Regions from separate parts of the Mus musculus genome. Here regions 1 and 3 are each linked to region 2. The links are chromatin contacts, called in public Hi-C and promoter capture Hi-C maps. All regions are on one chromosome and are shown on one strand. Each heading gives the region's core, a stretch centred on a gene start, on an enhancer-like site or on the middle of the called end of the contact. The rest is flanking DNA. Distances are from core to core; before and after follow the strand shown. Region 1 overlaps Rnf144a (ring finger protein 144A). Region 2 holds the start of Rrm2 (ribonucleotide reductase M2). Region 3 holds the start of 4930480M12Rik (RIKEN cDNA 4930480M12 gene).

The links. Promoter capture Hi-C pulls out the DNA fragments that hold promoters and counts their contacts. A called contact is a pair of places that touch in the nucleus more often than the background predicts.
Region 1: a contact with region 2 is called in a Hi-C map of LSK cells, with 6 times the contacts expected there. The contact joins the enhancer-like site here to the promoter of Rrm2 in region 2. A contact is called at or near these places in 10 of 39 promoter capture datasets (the 3T3-L1 cell line, 3T3-L1-derived adipocytes, embryonic stem cells and 5 more), 2 of 484 Hi-C or Micro-C datasets (CD4 T cells and LSK cells), 1 of 115 datasets of contacts at active chromatin or transcription factors (memory CD8 T cells) and 2 of 9 other capture datasets (liver and macrophages).
Region 3: a contact with region 2 is called in a promoter capture Hi-C map of liver, with 6 times the contacts expected there. The contact joins the promoter of 4930480M12Rik here to the promoter of Rrm2 in region 2. A contact is called at or near these places in 5 of 39 promoter capture datasets (frontonasal cranial neural crest, hippocampal neurons, liver and 2 more) and 1 of 115 datasets of contacts at active chromatin or transcription factors (large pre-B cells).

What each region holds. Positions count from the first base shown.
Region 1 is chr12:26,400,447-26,403,146 of GRCm38.p6, forward strand. The region is part of intron 2 of Rnf144a (ring finger protein 144A); the gene reads right to left. Among named protein-coding and RNA genes, the nearest start is that of Mir6538, 13 kb to the right of the region's middle. Within about 2 kb of position 1,380, at least 73 of the 459 cell types and tissues checked have an H3K27ac peak or open chromatin away from gene starts, as enhancers often do. A contact at or near this core is called in LSK cells, hematopoietic stem and progenitor cells, liver and 1 more, where this site is marked.
Region 2 is chr12:24,706,813-24,709,512 of GRCm38.p6, forward strand. It overlaps Rrm2 (ribonucleotide reductase M2), which reads left to right and starts at 1,442. Exons shown (of 10, transcript NM_009104.2): 1 at 1,442-1,633; 2 at 1,748-1,822; 3 at 2,127-2,273; 4 at 2,513-2,629. The coding sequence starts at 1,535.
Region 3 is chr12:26,209,992-26,212,691 of GRCm38.p6, forward strand. It overlaps 4930480M12Rik (RIKEN cDNA 4930480M12 gene), which reads left to right and starts at 1,276. Exons shown (of 3, transcript NR_046278.1): 1 at 1,276-1,325. Gm29687 (predicted gene, 29687) reads right to left here and starts at 514. Exons shown (of 5, transcript NR_131149.1): 1 at 412-514.

The DNA.
Region 1 (2,700 bases), core at 130-2,629, 1.7 Mb after region 2:
TATATGTGTTGGGATGAACCTTAATTTACATTTAAAAGTTTTTTGGTGGGGAGCTGGCAGGGTGGATCAGTGGGTAAAGTCAACTGCACCAAGCCTGAAGACCTAGGCTCAATCCCTTGAAATCACATGGCAAAAGGACTGACTAGTGCAAGTTGTCCTCTGACCTACAAACACATGGACACAGAGATACACACACACACACACACACACACACACACACACACACACACACACACACAGAGAGATACACCAGTGAGGTGAATGGGATCCAGAGGCAGGCAACAGAGTTAGGGACAGCCCTGTTCCAGTTGTTGGGGGATCCGCAAGAAGACCAAGCTGCACATCTGCTACATATATGCAGAGGGTCTAGGTCCAGCCTATACTTGCTCTTTGGTTGGTGGGTCAGTTGCTGGGATTGGCCTACTTTCTCATACAAGCCCAGATCACCTGCCCAGGGGAAGATGCACCCTCCCACATTAATCATTAATCAAGAAAATGCCTCAGACTTGCCAACAGGCCAACCTAATGGAGGCAATTACATCACTCCATGTTCCCTCTTCCCAGGTGATGCTAACTTGTGTCAAGCTCACAAAAAATACCAGCCAGTGCCAAAGCCAACAAAACCCTGTACACCCCCATCATAGAGAAAGCTGCTTCCAACTTGCCCTAGGGAGGCTCCCCTTCATCCTCCTGGTGTGCTTTTGCTCATCAGTCAGTCATCTGTCTAAACACCCCGAGCATGAGATATACGCGTAAACTGTCTGTTGGTAAATCCCCAGCCTTGCTTCATCAGGGTTCATCATGTGTGCTGGATTAAATATGCTTGACCCATAGAAAGTGACACTATGCAGAGGTGGGTCTTGTCTGAGTCAGTGAGTCACTGTGGGGATGGGCTTTGAGGTCCTGCACTTAAAGCTCTACCCAGGGCCTTAAAACCCCTCTTCTCCTGGCTGCCTTTGGATCAAAATGTAAAACTCTTGGCTCCTCCAGCACTGTCTGCCTGCATGCAGCCATGCTTCCTGTCATGATGATAATGGGCTGAAACTGTGAAACTGTGAGCCAGCCCCAATTAAATGTTGTCCTTTATAAGAGTTGGCTTGGCCATGGTGTCTCTAATAGCAATAAAACACTAAGATACCGTGGTATCCTTTTCCTTGATCTATGAAGCCAGGAATCCTGGTTTTGCCTAAATGGGAATCCCTAAGGGGATAGAAACTTTCTAGGTCCCTGCACAGAGACAGAATAAGGGCTGGGTCTCTGTCCCTGTCACGGATGACAGGACTCACACCCAAGACCCCATAATATTGTACATCCTCTCTGCTTTACACAGGCCGTCCTACACAATGTGCATCTCTTTAACAATATCAAGAGCAAAATCAAGACAGGAAAAGGTCCTCCCCTGAGTGTTTCCAATCAACAGTTTGCTGAACCCAAGCAACGACACAGGAAGCCAACTACAAAACCACAATTAGAAAAAAAAAAAAGGTCAAGGACCAAAACCAAAACCAAAGTCACGTTCTCTGTGAGTTATGAGTCTTTCCCTTGGCATAGTTTCCATGTTGATAAACCGTGTTTTACATACAAGCCTGTCTCACAATTATTTTCTCTTAATAATCTAAACATTTTCCCAGGGCCACAATCTCTGAAAATCTTATCTAATTAGTGAATGATGTTTATTTAACCGCATTTAAATATTTTCCACTTGGAGCTACTACATTTTAAAAAGAAATGAAAACATTAAACATTTGTGCGCAAATCATTTATTCTTCTCCACAGTTAGCATTGTTTTCTGGGGCTGGCTGCGTGGCAAAGAGAAATAATACATGCATCCTTAATCTAGCCCCTTCCGGAGCTTGAGCCAAGAGACGTATCACTCTGCCTAAGCCAACAAGATACATTCCCCTCCTTCCCACAGCTAGTTCATCTTTAAAAAAATAAGAAGTTCCTTTCAGCTAATTTCTTAAAAAAAAAATCTAAGAACTAATGGATTCATGTTTACAAAGAAACCTTTATCTTATCTCTCAAGGTCTTTATTCTGGCTGCCCACTGCCCACAGTTACACTGTAACTATTCCTTGTTCCTACATCAGCAGAGCTGTGCGAAGCAGACTGGGATCTGGACAGACAAAGGAAAGATCCAAATATAATTAAACCCAGACACCCTAGGATTGTGTGAACTTTAAGCGATTGTTCTTATTAGCCCATTAGCTATTGGTTTAGACCTGGCGCACGGCTTTGAAAATTACCAACATATACCTTCGAGCAATACCCTTCGTAAAAATTGTATACAGTGTCTTGCGTAGCTCAGGATTCCTAGAACCCACTAAGAAGCTGACCCTGAACACCTCAGCCTCCTGCCTCTACCTTCTGAGTGCTGAGATTACAGTTGTGTGCATAGCTAGGGGTGGAGTCAGGGGTTCATTGCGTAGGGAGCACTGTATGATCTGAGGGACACTGTCAGCCCCTCGTGGATGAGGTCAGGGACAGTGGGTTCCCTTCCTTTCCCTCCAAGCCATCCTTCCTTTTAGTTCCTGAGACAGGTCCAAGTTCTAAGCTCAAGCTGGCCTAAAACTCAACACTGGGGCTGGTGTGAACTTGCTTCTCTCTTCCTGTCTCAGCCTCCCAAGTACTGGGATGGCAGTCATGCACTCGGCCCAGCCAAGGGTTCCGGGAAAAGGTCGGCACATGGAAGTTTGGTTTG
Region 2 (2,700 bases), core at 192-2,691:
CCTGCGGGGACTCGGTTTCCACATCTAAGGTCACCTGAAAGCGGACTTGCCCTTGAGTGACCGCAGCGCGCGCGGGCCGGTGGGGCTGGGAATCTTGAAGTTGAACCAACCAATCACAGAGCAGAGGTTAAAAACCGCGCCAGAAGCAAAAGCGCTCAGCTCCTGACAGGTCCCGGTACAGGGGAACCTAGGCGGGGCTGCCCACTAAGCTCAGCCTGCTTGGCGGGAGGAAGAGGCGTTTGGAGGAGGTTGTGAGCAGGGAGAAGAGAATGGCGGCGACCTTCTCCTTCCCTCAGTGGTCGAGTGTTATTTTAGTAGCCAGACCTCATTTGTACTGAGTACACCAGGAGCTAGAGGAGCCAAAGGCAAACCCCTCGGATAACGGAGGAATGGAATGTGAATTAGAAATTATATGTTAAAAAAAAGAACTGACAATTTTGCTAGAGGTGATTTAAAATATTTATCGATATGGCCCAGTTAGCTTAGCATGGAAGAAGTCCTGGGTTTTGTCCCCAGCATCAATAAATTGTGCAGCGGTGGATGCCGCCTGCTTTAACTTTGAGCTGCCACATGGTGTTCAGAGATTTTTTACAGCATCTACAGTGAGAGAACTTAGGACACAAGCAGAGGGGAGCCTCCCCTCGTCCTCTTTTAAAATATTTGACCTGGGAGAGTCAGTGGAGCCTTCCCAGGTTCCACGTTTTTCCCCGGGATCTCAGTGTCCCATCTCAGCGCTTTATCTCTGGTATCTTGGACCCCGTAGGGCAAATCAGAAAGATGGAAACTTGAGTTCTTGTCTCCACCCTCACCACAGGAATTTGCAGATTCGTCTTTAGACTACTGGACGCCCAGAGTCGTAAAATGAATGTATGACTCGTCACCATCCTGTGAGCTTCCTGGAATTTGTAATCGTCTGGCAGCTTTTAAACTAATTGGGACAGAGGGGACAGGGGTCTGACAGGAGGGGCAGGGTAGAAAAGGAACCCAAGGCTGCATCCGTACCCCTTCATGAGTTTGAAGACAGCTTTTTAGGGAACCCTAGTTTGAGGACCCCCTTAATCCCACAAGGCCGGTGCGATTGCTCGGGACCCCGAATCTCTTTAAGAAACCAGGGTCCCCCGCACCCCTCTACTTGGGACATGAAGACAGTCAAGGCGACGTGTCCCAGAGGCCAGCAGCGTCACTCCACCCTTGGCACCAACCTCAGCGGCAACGCCCGCCCGGCGACCCCCTGCGCGCTCAATCCCCAAGGCTCTCGCAATCCTAACCGGTTCCGGCCCCGCGAGCGCCCGCGCACCCGGCCGGCGCAGGCTCCTTAAAGGTCTTTGTGCGGAAGGCCTGCGGCGCAACTCAAATCTCCCGCGCTGGGCGGCGAGCGGGGTCAGCGGCGTCCAATGGGAGGCGAGGCCACGCCCCCTCGGAGCGCGCGGTTGGGTGGCTCTTTAAAGGGCGCGGGCGCTGGCAGTCGGCGGTGCACCGGATTCCAGCTGTTTTCGCCTGCTCCTCGCCGTCTCCGCCGCTGCCCTCGTTCGCCATGCTCTCCGTCCGCACCCCGCTCGCCACCATCGCTGACCAGCAGCAGCTGCAGTTGTCGCCGCTGAAGCGACTCACCCTGGCTGACAAGGAGAACACGGTGAGGGCGGCCCAGGTGCCGGCTGGGTTGGATGTGCACTGGCAGGTCGTGGGTTCCCGGACCCGGGAGGGTGGAGGGTGCCTACCGCCATTCACCACGCGTGTCCCCCTACAGCCCCCGACTCTCAGCAGCACCCGCGTCCTGGCCAGCAAAGCTGCGAGGAGAATCTTCCAGGACTCCGCCGAGCTGGTGAGTGGCCCGTGTGGGGCTGAGGTGGGTCGCTTAGGCTCCCAGTAGAGGGCGCCCGCTCGTTGGCGCTAAATCTGCATTGTCCCAGCTGAATTATTTGACTCTTCTTTCCCGCCAAAGTGTCTCCTCAGAATGTCCTACTCGGGTCGGCCTATGGTAATAGTAGAGTGCAGCGTGACAGCTAAGCACACGAGATTACCAATCGTTGAAAGTACTCGATCTGATGAGACACTGGCTAGCAGTTTCCTGCGGTTCGGTTGGCATTTGGGGGTTGGTTCACTTGGCACTCTCTCTCATCCAACAGGAAAGTAAAGCGCCTACTAACCCCAGCGTTGAGGATGAGCCGTTACTGAGAGAAAACCCCCGCCGCTTCGTTGTCTTTCCCATCGAGTACCATGATATCTGGCAGATGTACAAGAAAGCCGAGGCCTCCTTTTGGACTGCCGAGGAGGTAATCGTTCAGGACTTGCTGTGTGTCAGAAGGCTCCCGCATGGCCGTCACAACTTTTTGCCCTTGGGAATGGTAGCTCACTGAGATATTGGGTGTTCCCTGAAACAAAGGGAATAATGGATGTGAAGAATTCGGTAATGAGATGGTTTGGGGGACTTCAGTTTTAAAGTGTGTGTGTATGAGAGAGAGAAAGAGAGAGAGACCTACAGACCTGCTAATCGTGAACTTCTAAACTTCAGGTGGACCTTTCCAAGGATATTCAGCACTGGGAAGCTCTGAAACCCGATGAGAGACATTTTATATCTCACGTTCTGGCTTTCTTTGCAGCGAGTGATGGCATAGTCAATGAGAACTTGGTGAGTTGGCATGAAATACCCATAATTCACTTAGATCCAGAACTGGTTCCTGGCTCTCTATCTTTTGCCCT
Region 3 (2,700 bases), core at 26-2,525, 1.5 Mb after region 2:
TGTATACCCACCCACTACACCCATACACACACGGGGGAGAGGGGTAGGAGAGAGAAAGAGAGAGAAGGAGGGAGAGGGAGGGAGGGAGGGAGGGAGGGAGGGAGGGAGGAGGAGGAGGAGGAGGAGGAGGAGGAGGAAGTCGTCACTGAGTGTCTGTCTTTTTGTTTTCTTTGTATGATGGGCTACATTTTAGAAATATAGCCATACATTCTTAGACTTCCAGAGCTGAATTTTGGCTTTCCTTTTTTTCTGTAATGCATGAGACAAAAGTATGTAGCTTTGCATGTGATTTACTTATACTGTGACAATGATAGGATCCCTCACAAGGAAATGCTCAAAACTCCTTGTATGATTCTTAGAGGAAAAGAGACCATGAGGCTCATCTGCTATCTGTGATCACTGCATGCCTACCTCACCATGTCCTCCACTTTGGTAGCTCCGAATTGGTCAAGGTTTGTCTCCGTTCCTTCATTTCCTACCCTAAGCACCAATGCTATTCCTGTAAGTGCACCCTTCTCCTTCCCTTCCACGTGAATTCCCTAAAGGCTCACACTCACTCGCTTCATGCCAGCACCTGCCTCAGCACGTGGGGGATGCTGGGAACAGGACAACAGACTCATAACGTGACATATTTAAAACAGAAAAACAAGTGTGTTGGTGGTCCAAGTCTATCCTACAGAATCCTAGATTCATATCAAACGTTAAGAAAGCAACAGGGAAAGTAAGACTAGGATGATGGGGAATCAGTCTTGTTTAAGATTGTGAAGCTTCTGGGGTTTAAGCTTGCTCTCAAACTCAAATTCCAGCATGGGCAGCCTCCTCTACCTAAGAAAATGTCCACATGGGAGGGTTTTTAGGCTCAGCAGACCCCAGGGATCTTTGACCTTCAACCTTGTGGCTCTGAGAGGCCTCTTTTACTTCCTTGGATTAAAACTAGCAAACAAACAAAATCCCTGGAGGCAATAGCAATATCAAATTACCTAGAACACCTGGGTTTAAAACAGAGGAAGAAAAAGGAGGGGGAAAAAAGAAGATAAAGTTAACAATGTTGTGCGGACAATCTTTGATTTTAAAATACTTTGTAAATTAGCACCGTAGGCTTAACCCAGCTCCTCTTCTTCTTGTGTGATGGGGTGGGTAGCTGGCTGTACTTGCTCCGCAAGGAAGTATCTCTCCCTCAAGGGCTCTGTCACCTTTGCTCTTTCTCAGTCCTGGGGCCTTATGAAGTCTTGCTGTAGTCATAGCAACAAGGGAACATCACACTCCCAGCTAATTACCAATCTTTCTGGGTAAGGAAAGAAAATTAATTTCCTCGGACGGACAAGGTAAGCCTCCACACTACAAATGTTTCTTATATTATATTTCAAAAGACAAAAATGTGGCTGTCCTTTGCTGGATTCGATCAGTAATTAGTTAGAAGCATAATTTGCATTCACAGAGTAATTGTGTTTACTTTCCAAGCTAATACAATTTTCAGGGAAAACTAGTAGATCAGCAAGAGTAAGACCCCCCACCCTGTGAGCAAAGGCCTTTATGTTTTATTTAAAGTTGTCACGTGGAGCCTGCATTTTCTTTCAGATCTCTCAAGCTGTGTGGCAGTTCCCCAAATGGCTCGTTCCAGAAACAGCTTTGGATCGTACATTTGTGTCTCATCTGTTGACAAGCATTTTAGTTTTCTACGAGTTCCCTCTAGTACTCGCCTTACCAAATACAACTGTTGGCGCGGAGTCTCCAAATGGCGGATTGATACAGTCCCACAAACCCTACACTTCGCAGTCGGATCAATCACTTTGCATTTGGCTGCAACAAAGAGAAAATGATTTCTAAAGGTGCTGACTCAGAGCTTAGTGAGATTTACTTAAATGCATTTCATATTTTAATTAAAACATATAGATGCTCCTCACTTCCTTGAGAGAAGGAATATGATATCTCTCCATAGTTTGGATGTGTGCCTTTCCCTGTGGCATCCTATTCTTTCTTCTTGCTCTAATCAGGAACCAGGCATTTGGGGGGAGAGAGCTTCTGTATACAGTATGCTATTTGATTTTCTTCTCTGGTGAGCTCTTGCATAGGCTGGAGAACAGAGATTAAAGGTGTGTATATTTAGTATCAGAAAAGCAGAGTGTATGTTTTCGCATCTCCTTTATACATTAATCAAGAGAGCTGGCTTCCAGGGAACGATTGCTGCTACCATTGGGAAAAAAACAGCAGCCTCTTAATCAGTGTTTCACTGTTGTCAGCTGGGGAGTCAGGGAGAGTTAGGAGCTACTGGGCTCCTTCCCAAAGGGCTCTCATCTCCTGATAAAACTTGTCCTTTTTCCTTCCCAATCCGGAAGCCTAGGATCCAGTATCAGCAGTACTATATGTCATATTCCAGGATATTTCATTCTTGTTCCCTTAACTGATTGGTTCTATCTAGAAAGAGGCAGATTTTTTTTTGGTCCCCCTTTTAATGGAACTGTAATTCAGATTCTGAATTTCAACAATAACAAACAAATAAACACCTGTTGGACTGATTCCTAGCCTCATAGCCTGGGCATTGTCTGTGCCCTCTCTGATGAAATCCTGGGGACTGCACCTGGGTTACTATGACATTACAATACACTGGGAGTGAGATTAGACACCAGGGCCAGCTTCCACAGCTTTGAGGAATTTAATAGTGAAACTGGCTGACCCCCTTCATTACTGATCTCCAGTTTC